Regions from separate parts of the Callithrix jacchus genome. Here region 2 is linked to region 1. The links are chromatin contacts, called in public Hi-C maps. All regions are on one chromosome and are shown on one strand. Each heading gives the region's core, a stretch centred on a gene start, on an enhancer-like site or on the middle of the called end of the contact. The rest is flanking DNA. Distances are from core to core; before and after follow the strand shown.

What was found. A called contact is a pair of places that touch in the nucleus more often than the background predicts.
Region 2: a Hi-C map of skeletal muscle shows a contact between it and region 1, with 7 times the contacts expected there. The contact joins the promoter of HINT3 here to the promoter of NCOA7 in region 1. A contact is called at or near these places in 3 of 3 Hi-C or Micro-C datasets (induced pluripotent stem cells and skeletal muscle).

The regions. Positions count from the first base shown.
Region 1 is chr4:132,364,398-132,371,273 of calJac240_pri, reverse strand. NCOA7 (nuclear receptor coactivator 7) reads right to left here and starts at 2,493. Exons shown (of 16, transcript XM_054254414.2): 1 at 2,326-2,493.
Region 2 is chr4:132,546,052-132,552,479 of calJac240_pri, reverse strand. It overlaps HINT3 (histidine triad nucleotide binding protein 3), which reads right to left and starts at 2,736. Exons shown (of 5, transcript XM_078370065.1): 1 at 2,348-2,736. The coding sequence starts at 2,548.

The DNA.
Region 1 (6,876 bases), core at 1,244-3,743:
TTACATACTGAGGAAGAAACAGTTTAAATTTTGTACCTATATCATATATTTTGAATCATGTAAGAATCACAGACCCTTCTAAATGTTTTATTTCTACTTTTGTTTGCAATAAAAGACATTATAATTAGATCAAACCAGTAAACCTCAACTCTAAAACGAGTTAATACATCACTTATTAACCAAACCATTCTTTCCTCTGGGATAACTTAGAATTTTCTTTAAAACACGACTTCTACTTTTTACATTGTGTTTGAGACCATAACTGAAGTAGGCATGATTACCAATAAGCCTGGAAATTTTGCAAGCTTAGACATGAAATGAACTTAAGAGTTCGGGAGAATTACCTCATAACCTTAATGACATATTACAGAAAGACAGCATATGGTCCTAAAAATGTCAGAATTCAAATATAAATGTTAAAATAACTGAGTTTGCCTATTTATACAAAGAAACAATTTTTGAAATCTAATTAAATGTCACCATCCACAGAACAAATACATAGTGATTCTAAATTGTGGTTTTTAGATGAAAGGTTGAAACAGTTCATTCATTCAACAAATAACTAATGAGCACTTATTATGCATAAGATGAAGATTACAGGATAAAAAAAAAAGGTGCAAGATTCTGTCCTCTTCGAGATTATACTGAGTCACTTCTCCAAATCTCTATATCTAGAGTGACTATAAAATTGGAGCTCACAGTGATGCATTTTTCAAAACTTTAAACCTTATTGCTGAATATAAAACAAAAAATGACAGCCTGGGACGGGAGAAACTTGCCAAAAGCTCTGATGTATAAACTTTACACCGAGGGGGGGAAAAAAGCAAGCATTCATACCTAACCAGTTTCTAAGAAATACAGAGCATATCATCGAGTTGGAAGTTAGGCTGAGCACAAGGCTGCCTCTGCTGGCTGACCCGGTACATCCTTCTCGCAGAATCTCAACTCCCGACACCTGTATCAAAGTTGCCACTCTTAAAACACATCCCTTCACGTAAGCAGGAGGCTCTTAAATAAGCAGTACAACAATATCCCAGCTTCATCGATCTCCCGAATAATCTGACTTCTAGAAGGACCTTCTCTAAACTGGCTCTAACGTGTTGACGGTAAGGGTTTACACCATCGATTTTATATACCAACCAGCTAGCTCTGAAATACACACAAAAATCCACAGCGACTTCTACATGCCGCTAATATAACCTTTGCCTTTCTACATGTTTTGGCTAGAAAGACGGGAAGAACGCATCTGCTAATCCAGCCGGAAAAACACAGTGACACATTTCCACCTGAGCTGCTAAAAATCCAACGGTCTTCTCCCCAAATAAGCCCTATGCCAACCTGTCCTCCCCACCCCCGCGCCGGCGCGCACCCCCGCAAGCCCCCAGGGGGTGGGCGGGGAAGGGTCAAGCTCTCCTTCGCCCCCGCTCGGCCTCCCAAGCTCACGCAGAGGTTTTCAGGTTCACAGGGGGCTGCGCCCAGCGCCATTAGCACACCTCTGAGCGCTCCACCAAGCCCCGGCGGGAGGCAAGTTTGGCCAGTCCTGGCCCCTGCCCGCGGCCTCTCCCGGGCAGCAGCATCAGCAGCGGGCGGCGGCCAGGGCTGGGCCCCGCCTCACCACCTACCTACAGGGCGGGGGCGCCGGCTCCTGGGGTCCGGGAAATGGGGCTCGGGCGCGTGCATTTCTGGGAGCGGTGGCCTCCGCTGCTGGGCGCCGGGGAGCGCATCGTCTCGGCGGGTGGAAGGAGGGGTCGGGGGAGGACCGTACGCCGAGGAGGAGCCAGGGGAGGAGGCGGGAGCGCCGAGGCGCGCGTTCGCGGGGCCCGGCGTCCCAATCGGGTGGGCGCAGCCGCCGTCGTCGGATGTCTTAGTAGGCCTCTCCCGATGCGCGACGCCTCGCCACCCCTGCAACTGCGCCCACCGTCAGGGCATCGGCCGCCGAGGGGTCCTGGGCCCGGCCGAAGGCGGGGAGCGGCGAGTGGCGCGACGCCGTGCAGACGCCCGCCTCTAGCTCCGCCCGGCCCGCGGCGCGCGCGGCGCCCCTCCGGGGTTGCAGGGGCCAGGGAGCTTGGCGTCCGGGCTCCGAGGTTCGGGCTGCAGTTCCGGCATCCTCCTCGCCCCCCCGCGACCTCCAAGCTGGGAGGCTGGGCACCCCGTCTACCGGCGGCTACTGCAGCCTCGGCTGCCGTGAACCCTGCGGCTCAGCCATGGAGAGCTGCGCGCGCGGCCTCCGCAGGCCTCGGCCTTTTGTGGCGCCTCCCGAGCTCCAGCGCTTTGCTGCCCCGGCGAACCGCCGCCTGCCAGCGGCACCTAGGAGGGTCCTCTTACCTCACCCCTGACCGCATCCCCCCTACAGCTGGCCCGCCTTGGCCCCTACTCTTCGTGGGAAGTAAGGCTTTGAGAGCAGAGAAGGAGTTGGAGAGTCACCCCGAGCTTTAAAGTCCTTTGACTTTCCTTCCAGCTCCGAACCGCTGGCCACAATAAATTCATCCCTCTGTCCCTTCCGGCGTTGCCTTTAGCAGAGGGGCCCACCATCTCCTCCCCCTCCCTTTCCCGTACAGCATCCTGGATGCTGCCAAATTGCAGTCATTACAGCAATAAGAGCATAGCAGTTGGGCCCTCCAGCCGATTCTTGGCAGAGACTCGAGAGAACCTTGGAGGGGAAGGTTTGCATCAGCTGCAGGGCCTGTGCCTGTGAGCTGCCCATCCCCAATTGGGTGCTTTTCCCTCTGCGGTCCCATGATCAGCACTGCAAGATGACTAGGAGGATCTGGCCAAGGAGTTCATTCACTCTTGTACTCAGAAAAACATCTCAAGGAAGAGCCTGCAGCTAATCTGATAACAGTATGTCACAGGCCTTCCACACAGAGACGATAGCGGCCTCCTCTGGGTTGTTGACGCTGCTTAAACTTTAATAACCTCTCTAAAAGGTGGAGCAAAGCGTTAACAGTGGTGATTTTGGCATTTCAGTAGCAGATGGTCATGTTATACTATCTTGCAAATGTGGAATAATTGCCCAATGCACCAAGCATGTATTAATTTAGATGTCAGGATTATATCTTTGGGATTTGAATGTGAAGATATTGGAATTTTTCTGTTTATTTTTGTTTGTTGTTGTTTTCTGTAGCTATTGTGTTATTTGTAAATTATTTAGTAAGGGAAGATTAGGTGCCTAAAATATAAAGAGCTGTTTGTATTGTATCAAAAGGACATGATTTGCCATCTCTAGAGAAGCTGAGCTGCTCTCACAATTCTTTGATGTGTGCTTTTATGATTTTGAAATCTAAGGTTATTAAAAAGGTAAAAGAAAAACGTTCCATGGCAAGGACAAATTGTGACTAAATAGCTAAGATTTTTCGAGATAGTTCTTTTAAGCAAATTGAAGATTGGGTGTGAGGTCCTGTGGGAGCTGCACTGTGCTTGTCCAGGAAGCATACAGAGGCACGTGACTTGGCTGCTTCCTGACAGCTCTGGTTTATCTTCAAAAGATTATTATTAATTATGCTTTCCCAAAATTAAGAATTACTTGATTAGAGGAATGTATATGTACATATTTGTTGTATAAGTAGGGATAAAGTCACTTAGGAGGATAACTTGGCAGTTCCTTACTCTTTAGCAAAATTAAATTTTGAATGTAGTTTCTGAAGGAAATGTCCATTGACTTACAGGTTTCCCACCCTTTACTACCAAGAGGCCCCTTTTGTTTTTCTCTCTATGGACTTTATGCTTTGTCAATAAATTAAGCAGTGATTTTTTTTATTAGACAAAGAGCTATAACTATGTATTTTAAAAGTCGTGACCATCGATTAAAAAATGTCAGTCTTCCAAAGATATTTCAAGGAATTCAAGAATCCCCCTTACTATCTTCATGAACTCCTCTAGGACTGCATGCTGTATCATATGCTTCTTACAACATTTTATTACACTGAAAGTCCTGATATAATAAAGATTTCTGCTCCCGAGCTAAGGGAGTATAAACTCTTCCTAGAGATTCTTCACTCATTCCTTTTCATTAACTGAGCATTACTGATTTGTTTAAGTCTTGTCTTTATAGAGAAATCAGAAGAAATGAAATCCTTACATGTGTTGCCTACTAGTACTGTATGCTTTAGCTACATGTAGCCATTTAAATTTTAAATTATGGCTAGACTGTGCTTTTGGACAGTACAGACTAGAATATTTTCATTATTGCAGAAATTTCTTTTGAACAGTGCTGCCCTACATAGAAGGTCAAATTTTAATTGGGAGATAAGATATAATACATGAAATAATATGGGAACCTCAATAGAAAGTGTACTTCTTAAGAACGTGGTTATCTTTAAGAATTCAGGCTCTGGGTTCAGACTACAGCTCCACCAAGTGCTGACCTTGGGTAAACTGCTTAACCTCAGTTGCTTTATCCGTAAAGGATATGCTTTATCCATAAAGAGTGGTAACAGTACCAACTTTATAGAGCAGAGACAGTAATTAAAGGAGATAATCCCAAGTGGTTCTTAAAGTCTAGAATGTGGCCATCAATCAAAGGTATTACTAGAATAATATACTTTATTATAATAAAGATTTTCTTTTTAAAAATGATATCCCTAACACTTCACTGTTCTTGGCTAGCCGAAGTTAGTTGGTAAATGCAGAGTTAATGAAAAAATGTAATACTACACTGATTTTATGGCTGTGAGGGCCGCTATTAAATATGAAAACTGGCCTTTCTCTGTTGAAGGGTAGAGGCCATTGTGGGATAGCTTGGATTTGTCATTTAACTTTTTCTGGAATATAAACAACTTTTATAAGATGAGACTTTGGGGTAGATAAGAGAAGCAGAGATCCCTTCCTTTCTTAAAGGAAGAAGAGAGGGACCACTTCACTCCCTCTGCCATTTGTTTGCTCCACTGAACCTGTTGGAGGCAGCTGGATTTCTGGGTTCAGGCAACAGAATTTGTCCTAAGTGACTTTCTAGAGGGCTAAGGTAGGTGGGCTTAGAGAAACACTGCCAAACGGTGGCAATCCTGCAAATGTGTTTGCTATTTTTCTTACCTATCTATCTAAAGATAGCTCTTGTAATGAAGAAACATGATTAGTATTTCTGTTTTTGAACACAACACTGGTAACTTCTCATGAAACTAGAATTCCAAAAATATTGGCAAATACTGCTCTAATATTGCCCATATGAAAGGCTCCTGCGTCTCTGGTTGATCTAGAGCCCCACTGTATTTTCTTTACTGTTTTTTGTTTTTGTTTTGGCAGGGTCTCATTCTGTCACCCAGGCTAGAGTGCATCTTGGCTCACTGCAACATCCAACTCCCGGGCTCTGGTCATCTTCCTACCTCAGCCTCCCAGGTAGCTGGGAGTACAGGCATGCACCACCACACCTGGCTAATGTCTGTGTTTTTTGTTTAGAGACAGTTTCGCCATGTTGCCTGGGCTGGTCTCAAACTCCTAGACTCAAGCAGTTCTCCTGCTTCGGGCTCCCAGAGTGCTGGGATTACAGACATGAGCCAGTGCACCTGGCCTATTTTCACACCTGTAATCCCAGCACTTTGGGAGGCTGAGGTAGGTGGATCACTTGAGGTCACGAGTTCGAGACAAGCCTGGCCAACATGGTGAGATGCTGTCTTTGCTAAAAATATAAAAATCAAAAATTAGCTGGGCATGGTGACACACGCCTGTAGTCCCAGCTACTCTGGAGGCTGAGGCAGGAGTGTCACTTGAACCCCAGAGGCAGAGGTTGCAGTGAGCCGAGATTGCACTATTGGACTCCAGCCTGGGAGACAGAGCCAAACTCTGTCTCAAAAACAAACAAAAAAAAAGATAATGATTATTGTGTGTGATATTTTGTCCCAAATTTAGAATTACTTGATTATAGGAATGTTTATGTACATATGTGATGTATAAGTAACAGGATGAAGTCACTTAGAAGGGGAATTTGACAGTTGCTTGCTCTTTAACAAAATTTATAAGTTTTGAGTGTACTTTCAAAACTGGTTAAGTAATGACCTTGGAGCCTCTGAAAATATTGAAATGTCTTTGGAAGGTCTCTCAAAAGCTGTGGGAGAAGAAACACCTCTTCACACGCCTGAGACACAGGAGGCAAATACTGATGATTATGTGTGGAAGTATAGGAGTAGCCATCCTGCAACTAAAGAGGCAAAAGAGTTTATTATTTAATAATGTTGAAGGCAGTGGCTCGTTTTCACAAACTGGGGTCATTTGACTACTGGTTAATTATGACAATATCTTGAGTTGTGAGAAAAATGTAAAAGTGTCCTTTTGTGGATAGGCCTATGTTCACTGCTTCACTTGGCTTGTTATACATCTGAAGAGGAGGTAGAAGTCTCTTGGCCTTTGTGGAGTCTATCAGAGTGTACTGAGAAAGAAATACTGCTGTATATAGACATGGATTGTTGTCCAGCTAGCTGTTATCATGTCATACTTATGGCTGATTATTTAGAATTAGCCCAATACATTTGTCCTTTTCTTTTATTCACAGCTAATTTTAAAATATCTGCTTTTGAACAGTTTCCTGTTGTCTTATTTCTTCTAAAAATAGTCTGTTCAGTAGCTTGTGAATTCATTACATATTTTTTACACTTTCTGAAAAACATATTCAAATAAGCTGCTGCAACATTGGTGCTAAAATGTAATTTAAAATTTCGAAATGAATCCCTAAAAAAGTGACATTACTTGGCAGTGGTGTGTATTATGGGTTAAAAAAAATTTCAGTGAATATGCTAATAGGTTTTTTCTCCCAAGGGAAATAATTACAGATTAACAAACAGTTGCAAAAAATGTACAGGAAAGTCCTGTGTTTCCTCATTTTCTCCCCATGATTAATATATTGCATAATTACATTACAATACCAAACCAGAATATTGACATTGGTAT
Region 2 (6,428 bases), core at 1,487-3,986, 180 kb before region 1:
TGTACTCAAGGTCAGTGAACATCACTGTGGGGACACAACCAGTCCTGATCTGACTTGGCCTCTCTGCAAGGACATACAAGGGTCACATAATCCAAATTTGAGGATGAAGGCAGGCTGATATTGCTGCTGACAATTCCTTTCTTCTTGACATACCCCCTTCTCTTAGCTTCCCCATCTTTCAATTTCTGTTCCTTCTCTGTTCCCTTTTCAGGTCCTCTTCCTCTGCCTGTTCCTTATGATGTTAGTGTTCTTTAGAGTTCTGTATAGACCTCCCCTTCATTTTTTACCTCCTGGGTGATCCCAATGCTTCCCTTCTTTTTCAGTTTCCGTCTATAAATTTATAGTTCCTGTAATCTGGGTTAGAGATACAGATCCCTCTACAGAGTGCTAGACCATCCAACCATTTAAAGGACATCTCTGCTTAGATGCCTCAAACTCACCTCAAACTCCATGACTCCATAGCTGAGCTCATCACTGTGCTACTCCCCTGGCCATCTTTTCTCCTCCCACATTCCCAGTCTTAATGAAATGATATCACCTCTACCAGTTTACCCTAGCCAGAAACCTAGAAATCATCTTTGACTTCCCCCTCTTTCTTTTCCTTATTCTCTTATATCTAAATTAGGGTTTCTAAACCTTGGCACTTCTGATATTTTGGGGGCTGCATAAATCTCTGTGTGTGTGTGTGTGTGTGTGTGTGTGTCCCAGTGGGGGCAGTCCTGTGCACCATACCATGTTAATAGCAACTCTGGCTTTTATTCATTAGTAAGATGCCAGAAGCAACATCCCACACAAAGTTGTTACAATCAAAAGTATCTCAAGACATTGTAAAATGTACCCTGGGAAGGCAAAATTGCCCCCAGTTGAGAATCACTGACCTATATCCACTAACAAGTCCTGCCTGTTTTACCTCCTGAATACTGTATCTCTTAAATTGATATGCTTTTCATAATCTCCTCTACCACATTCTCATTTCAGGCCACCATCAGGGTAGATTATGCCATTAGCCTCGTAACAGTTCTCCGAACTCCAGACTGGTCTCTTCCAAATCATTCTCCACAACGGTGCCAGAATGACCTTTCAAAGATCAAACCCCTTCCTTTAACTCCACAACCTCGTCCTTCCAACCCACCATTAAACATAGTGAATCTTCACCTTGCTCTTCAGATAAAGACAAAATTTCTTCATGTGAATTCCATCACATTTAATAATCTGGCCCCTTGTTTACCTCTCCAGCCTCGTCTTTCACTACTCATCCTCTCAAACTCTATGCACCAGTTAGACAATTTCTGTTAGTTTTGTATTGCACAAACTGAACCTCTGGGCAGGGTGGGGGTGTCTCTCTACCTGGGACACTATTCTCTCCAACTCCTCATCTGATCAACTGCTACTTATTTCTTCATGTCTCATTTCCTCTGGGAAGCCTTCCCTAACGCCTCAGATCTGGATTAGATGCCTCTCCCACCAGCTTGCCCTGACCACAGTAGGAGGCATTGTAATTGGCTACCTCCTCTGTATACATTCCGCCCTTTGGACTGTAAAATCTGGACACAGTCTGTCCCTTATCTTGCTCACCAACCTCCCAAACAAGGTGCTTAGAAGGAATTCTATTAATTTTTAACAAATAAAGGAATGATTACTACAAAAGACACAATCTTTGGAGCTAATTCTCTCAAAAAGTTGTTTGTACATGGACAAGTAGAACCAGCAGAATAAAGTGTGTACCAGTTATCCGTTTAAAAATATCTGGGCAAAGTCTACATGCTCTGAAAATGTGCACGCATCCCACCTGACAGTGAAATTCAGAGGTAATTCAGTAATAGTTTGACCTCAGACCCACTCCCTCCAGACTATTTTCCGCCAATCTAACAAACAGCTTTTCACAATTATCATTACCTATTTTCTACTAGTTCTCTCATCAGTAACGGTATTATAGTGTGCAGAATTTCAAATCAGTATCTTGAAGGTGGGCGAGAATCTTTGTAATAAAAGCAGAGGCCACAAGATGCTATTTATACCAAGTACCTGGGTACCTGCAAATACAGGCCAAAGTATTCGGCCCTGTCATTCGCTCTGTGACCCTGGGACAGCAAAAATACCGCTGGAGCAAAGGCCCGTCAGACCCCTGGCAGAGCGTCTGTGCTCAACACCCGGTCCCCGCAGAAAGGCCTGGGGTGGGCGTATCCCTAGCTTCACCGAACTCCATCCACACAGAGCGGCCCTGCCTCGGCCAGCGGAGTAGCGATCGGGATCCTCCGCACCGGGTCCAGCCCGGCGAGGCCTCTCCGCCCGACCTCCGAGGGACCGCCAGGTCCTCACCCACCGCCGGCCGCGCGTCGCCGCTCACCTCGCAGTGCAGGAGTTCGGTGCCCGGGTCCTGCCGCCCTGCGATCCGGCAGAACACGCAGGTGCTGTCGTTGTCCTTGGGCTCCGGTGACTTGGCGGCGGCTTCGCAGGTCCCCACAGAGGAAGCCGTACATTCTGTAGTCTCCGGGGCCTTAAAGTCAGGGGCCAGGCCTGCGCTGCGGTTCACCTGTTCATCCGCCATCGCACCCGCCCTCGCAGCCTAGAGCCTCCGCCTCTCCTCGCAGGCTCCGCGTCCTGCACCTCCTCCCTTTTACCTCGAGGCGTCGCCTCTCGCCTGGCGCTGTGCGGTGAGCCAGGCTGAGGGGAGAGGGAAGGAGACGCGGTGCAAAGCTAAAAAGCCCGAGGCCGGCCTCGAAACCGGTTGCCACTAGAAGGCGCGCGATGGCGCTGCCGAGAGTCGTCCCGCCCCTGCGCCTCGTTGGTAATGACGCACAACGTCCGCCGAGACGCAGAGCGCGCCGCGCGTGGTAATGACATTACGGGGGCGCGGGAGCGTCCGGCCCAATGGAGGATGTTGGGTTTTCCGGACAGGCTTTCTTCAAAGCCCATGGTGCAGCGTATCCAAATATTATATTAAGCGGCCGTTAAAAAAAAAAAAGTTTTTAAAAGTTTGATTTTTTAAATTCGTAAGTTTTTAAAGAATGAACAAAATTCCTAGAGCCTTGTTTTCAACAGACATCATGTTTGCTGCATTTTCAACCATGGTAATTGTAGTCGTTTTCGCTCCAAATGTCTAAAACTGACCTTTACATCTCTGGATTTTTTATTGTATTTAACAGCACAGCTAGATCAAAATAGTGACCTTCTTAAAAATCTCACATTCACCATATACAAGTAAATGTGGAGTCCTATAGTTAATAGTCTGAAATATCCCTGAAATTCAATGCCAGTGCCTCATAATGCCTCACCTAGACCAACGCAATCACCTTCTCACTATTTCTTGATTTTCCTGTCACTCAGAAAAAAACCTTCAGTAACTATGTGCTCAAAGAAAAAGTACCAGTTCCTTAGCTTGGTGTTCCAGGTGGACTCTGACCTCAGCTTTTCATTTTGTGATTCTTCAATCACACTTGCTGAGCATCTAAAGCATGCCATATACTTCTTTAATTGTCAAAACAAGCAAGGTTGGCTCTCTAACCCCCATTTTAGAGATGAAGAAACAAATTCAGACTTGCCCAGTCCCACACAACTAATTAGTAGTGACAGAGTTTAAGATCAAGATTTGTCTAACTCCAAAACCCATCAACCTTTTGACACACAGGACTCCTTTTTTAACACCAAAAAATTTCTTGGACTAGCTCTCCATAGTAATTTTACACTTGGTATTTGCAGATATGGAAAATACATAACAAACCAATTGGGAATTCAGTGATGATTTTTAATGAATTTATATAGTAATAGAAAGTGGTTTATATGTTTTTGAATTGTTGTACCTATTCATTCAAGATATTTTTAATTCCTTTTTGTAATTGGCCACTAGTTTGTGGAACCACTACAGTAGCTTCACTGCCCCTCAGCTGCCCAAGGCAGAGTTCAGAATCAATACATTAGACCTTTGCCAAATTTTAGTATTCACAATTTCCATGCCTTTACTCCACCATTACACCACTCTGCTTTTATTCACACAGTTCCCTCCAAAATAGTCTTGTTTCCATCTCTTCACTTCAAATTTTACCTTCCCAGACACCCCTCCAATGCTACCTCCTTCATGAAATTTTCTTTAGTTAGCCAAACTGAAATAACCACATCCTCTGAAGAATTCATATAACAGGTTCTGTTGTAGAATTTGTCTCTTTGGATCTTCTCTTATAGAATTTGTATGTTCTTTTGTAGAATTTGTCTCTTTGTGTCTTATAGCTATTTGTGTACATATTTATCCTGCTAGAAATTATGTTTCTTGACAACAAGAATGGGTGTGTGCATCTTCCATAATGCCTAGTACAGGGTTGTGCATGTAGATAGACATTTAACCATTTTCTACTGAAGAATGGTTAGTAGCAAGGTCACTGCATGAGAGTGTTCAGGTTTCACAATGTGCAAGGATACCACAGATAAGAGTGTGCTGATTCATTTCATACACATATATTAACTTGCAGAAAAGCACAGACAGAACTGAAGATTCCAGGCTAAGTTCTGGAGCAGTGGAGAAGTGATGTGTATATAAACCCCCATTGTGTACATATGGCCACACACACTTAGGAGACCATTCACCTACATAGTAGGACACACACCTGCATAAGTTGCATCTTCTGGCTGCACTCCTAGTGACACCTGGGATTGCTTTTCTCACTTACCTGGCGCTTTCCAAGGCTTGCTTCTCTTCCTCAACTTTGAACTTGATATCGTTGCCCACCTTGGAAGTGAGGGGAGGAACATGAAGTACTTGAAAATTGTGTAGACAATGTGTTCTTTTTGGAAGCAGGCGGGACTATTGCCAATGGGTATTCTGGATAACCCTCCTAGGGGACAGCCATTCCAGTTCCATAACAATATACTAACTTAAATCTGCTTGTGAAATCAAGTGCTGTTTGCTAATTTCACAGGAGTACCAAAAGGAGTAGCAGGAGCCCTGCTTCAGAGCAGGCTCTGGAGTCAGACTACTCTACAACTTACCATCTGTGAAAACTTGGGCTATGTTATTTTTCTTTCTGTGCTGAGACAAATTGTCTTTCTGTGCTGAGGTTTTCTGTTAATTCATCTATAAAATGGGGATAATAATGATGCCTAATGCATGATGGTGTTGCAAGTAAAATTATCACAGGATCTTTCAGGTAGCACTTTGCCATCTGGAAACCTCTGTGGCCAGCAGCCCCTCTGCTTGAGTTTTGGTCATGCCCACTGGGCTTGTTCCACCCACTCAGACTAGCAGGCTGTGCTCAGCTCACACAACTGGCCCAAATCCCATGTCTGCCAAAGGCAAGCCAGGTGCGAAGCCACAAGCGGTGTGTGAGCAAGTGCAGGGTTCGACCACTGCACACAGCCAGGCATGCTGGCTGCTGCAGTGGGGCAGGCAGCTCCAGGCACCTGCACAGGTGCTGACTCCATATAAGGCTGCGGCTGGACCAGACGTACTGCAAGTGGCTTCTGCTGTAGGCACCAGCATCTGGACGTGGGGATTTCCGGTGGCACCAGAAATCTTGGAGACGCCAGGAACCACAAAGCCCCAAAGAGGGGATTATGGTGTATCACAGCCCTGGCTCAGGGAGCCCCAAGGTCTATGCTCCAGGAAGAGCCACAGCTCTTCTCTCCTCGTCCACTACAGTGCAGCAAGCAGGGGTTCATGTTTCAGGTAGGGTATGTTTCAGTCCATTTGTATAAAAGCTCTTTCCGTCCCATGGCTCCTGGGCTGGCCCCGCCCAGCCACTGCTTCTTGTTGCATGGAGTGGCCACCTGGTGCCAGCAGAGGGCAGGAAGACTATAGTATTACAGCTCTGGCACAGGGACTTTCAAGGTCTGGGCCCCCAGAAGGGTTGCTATGCTTCACTCCCATAGCCAGTACCGTGCCACTGCCCGCAGCTCAGCAAGTCGGCCAGGAAAGTGTTGTAGCTTCTTTAGCTCCCACCCACAGCTCAGTGAGCTGGCCAGGAAAGTGTTCCAGTTCCTTTTACTCCTGCCATTCAGAGGGTCACAAGTTCTTGTACAGCATCCAGGAAGAATGAGGCCACATGGACAACTGGATGGTGAGCAAGGTGGAGAAGAGCTTTATTGGGCAACTGAACAGCTTTCAGCAGAAAGACTTATAGTGGGTATCCCTTACTCCAGGTCATGGATTTCACCCAGAGCTGGCAGTCCAAGCCCTAGCTGGCTTGTCACTGGTTATAAGTTGAGGTTTTACCCGGGACCCACCCCTTCCTGCCTAGAAACCTGTCTGCCTCCTGCCACCATCAGAATGACACATCGAGCTATCACCTTGTTTGAAAGTAATTTAGAATATTTATATAAATATTATTATCAGTAACAAACTCTTAAGAGCCAAATTTGAACATTGCTTTTTCCATCACTCATGGATCTATTTCTCTGCTCCTCTTTGCAAAAAAACTCCTCTAAAAAGGTATCTGTTT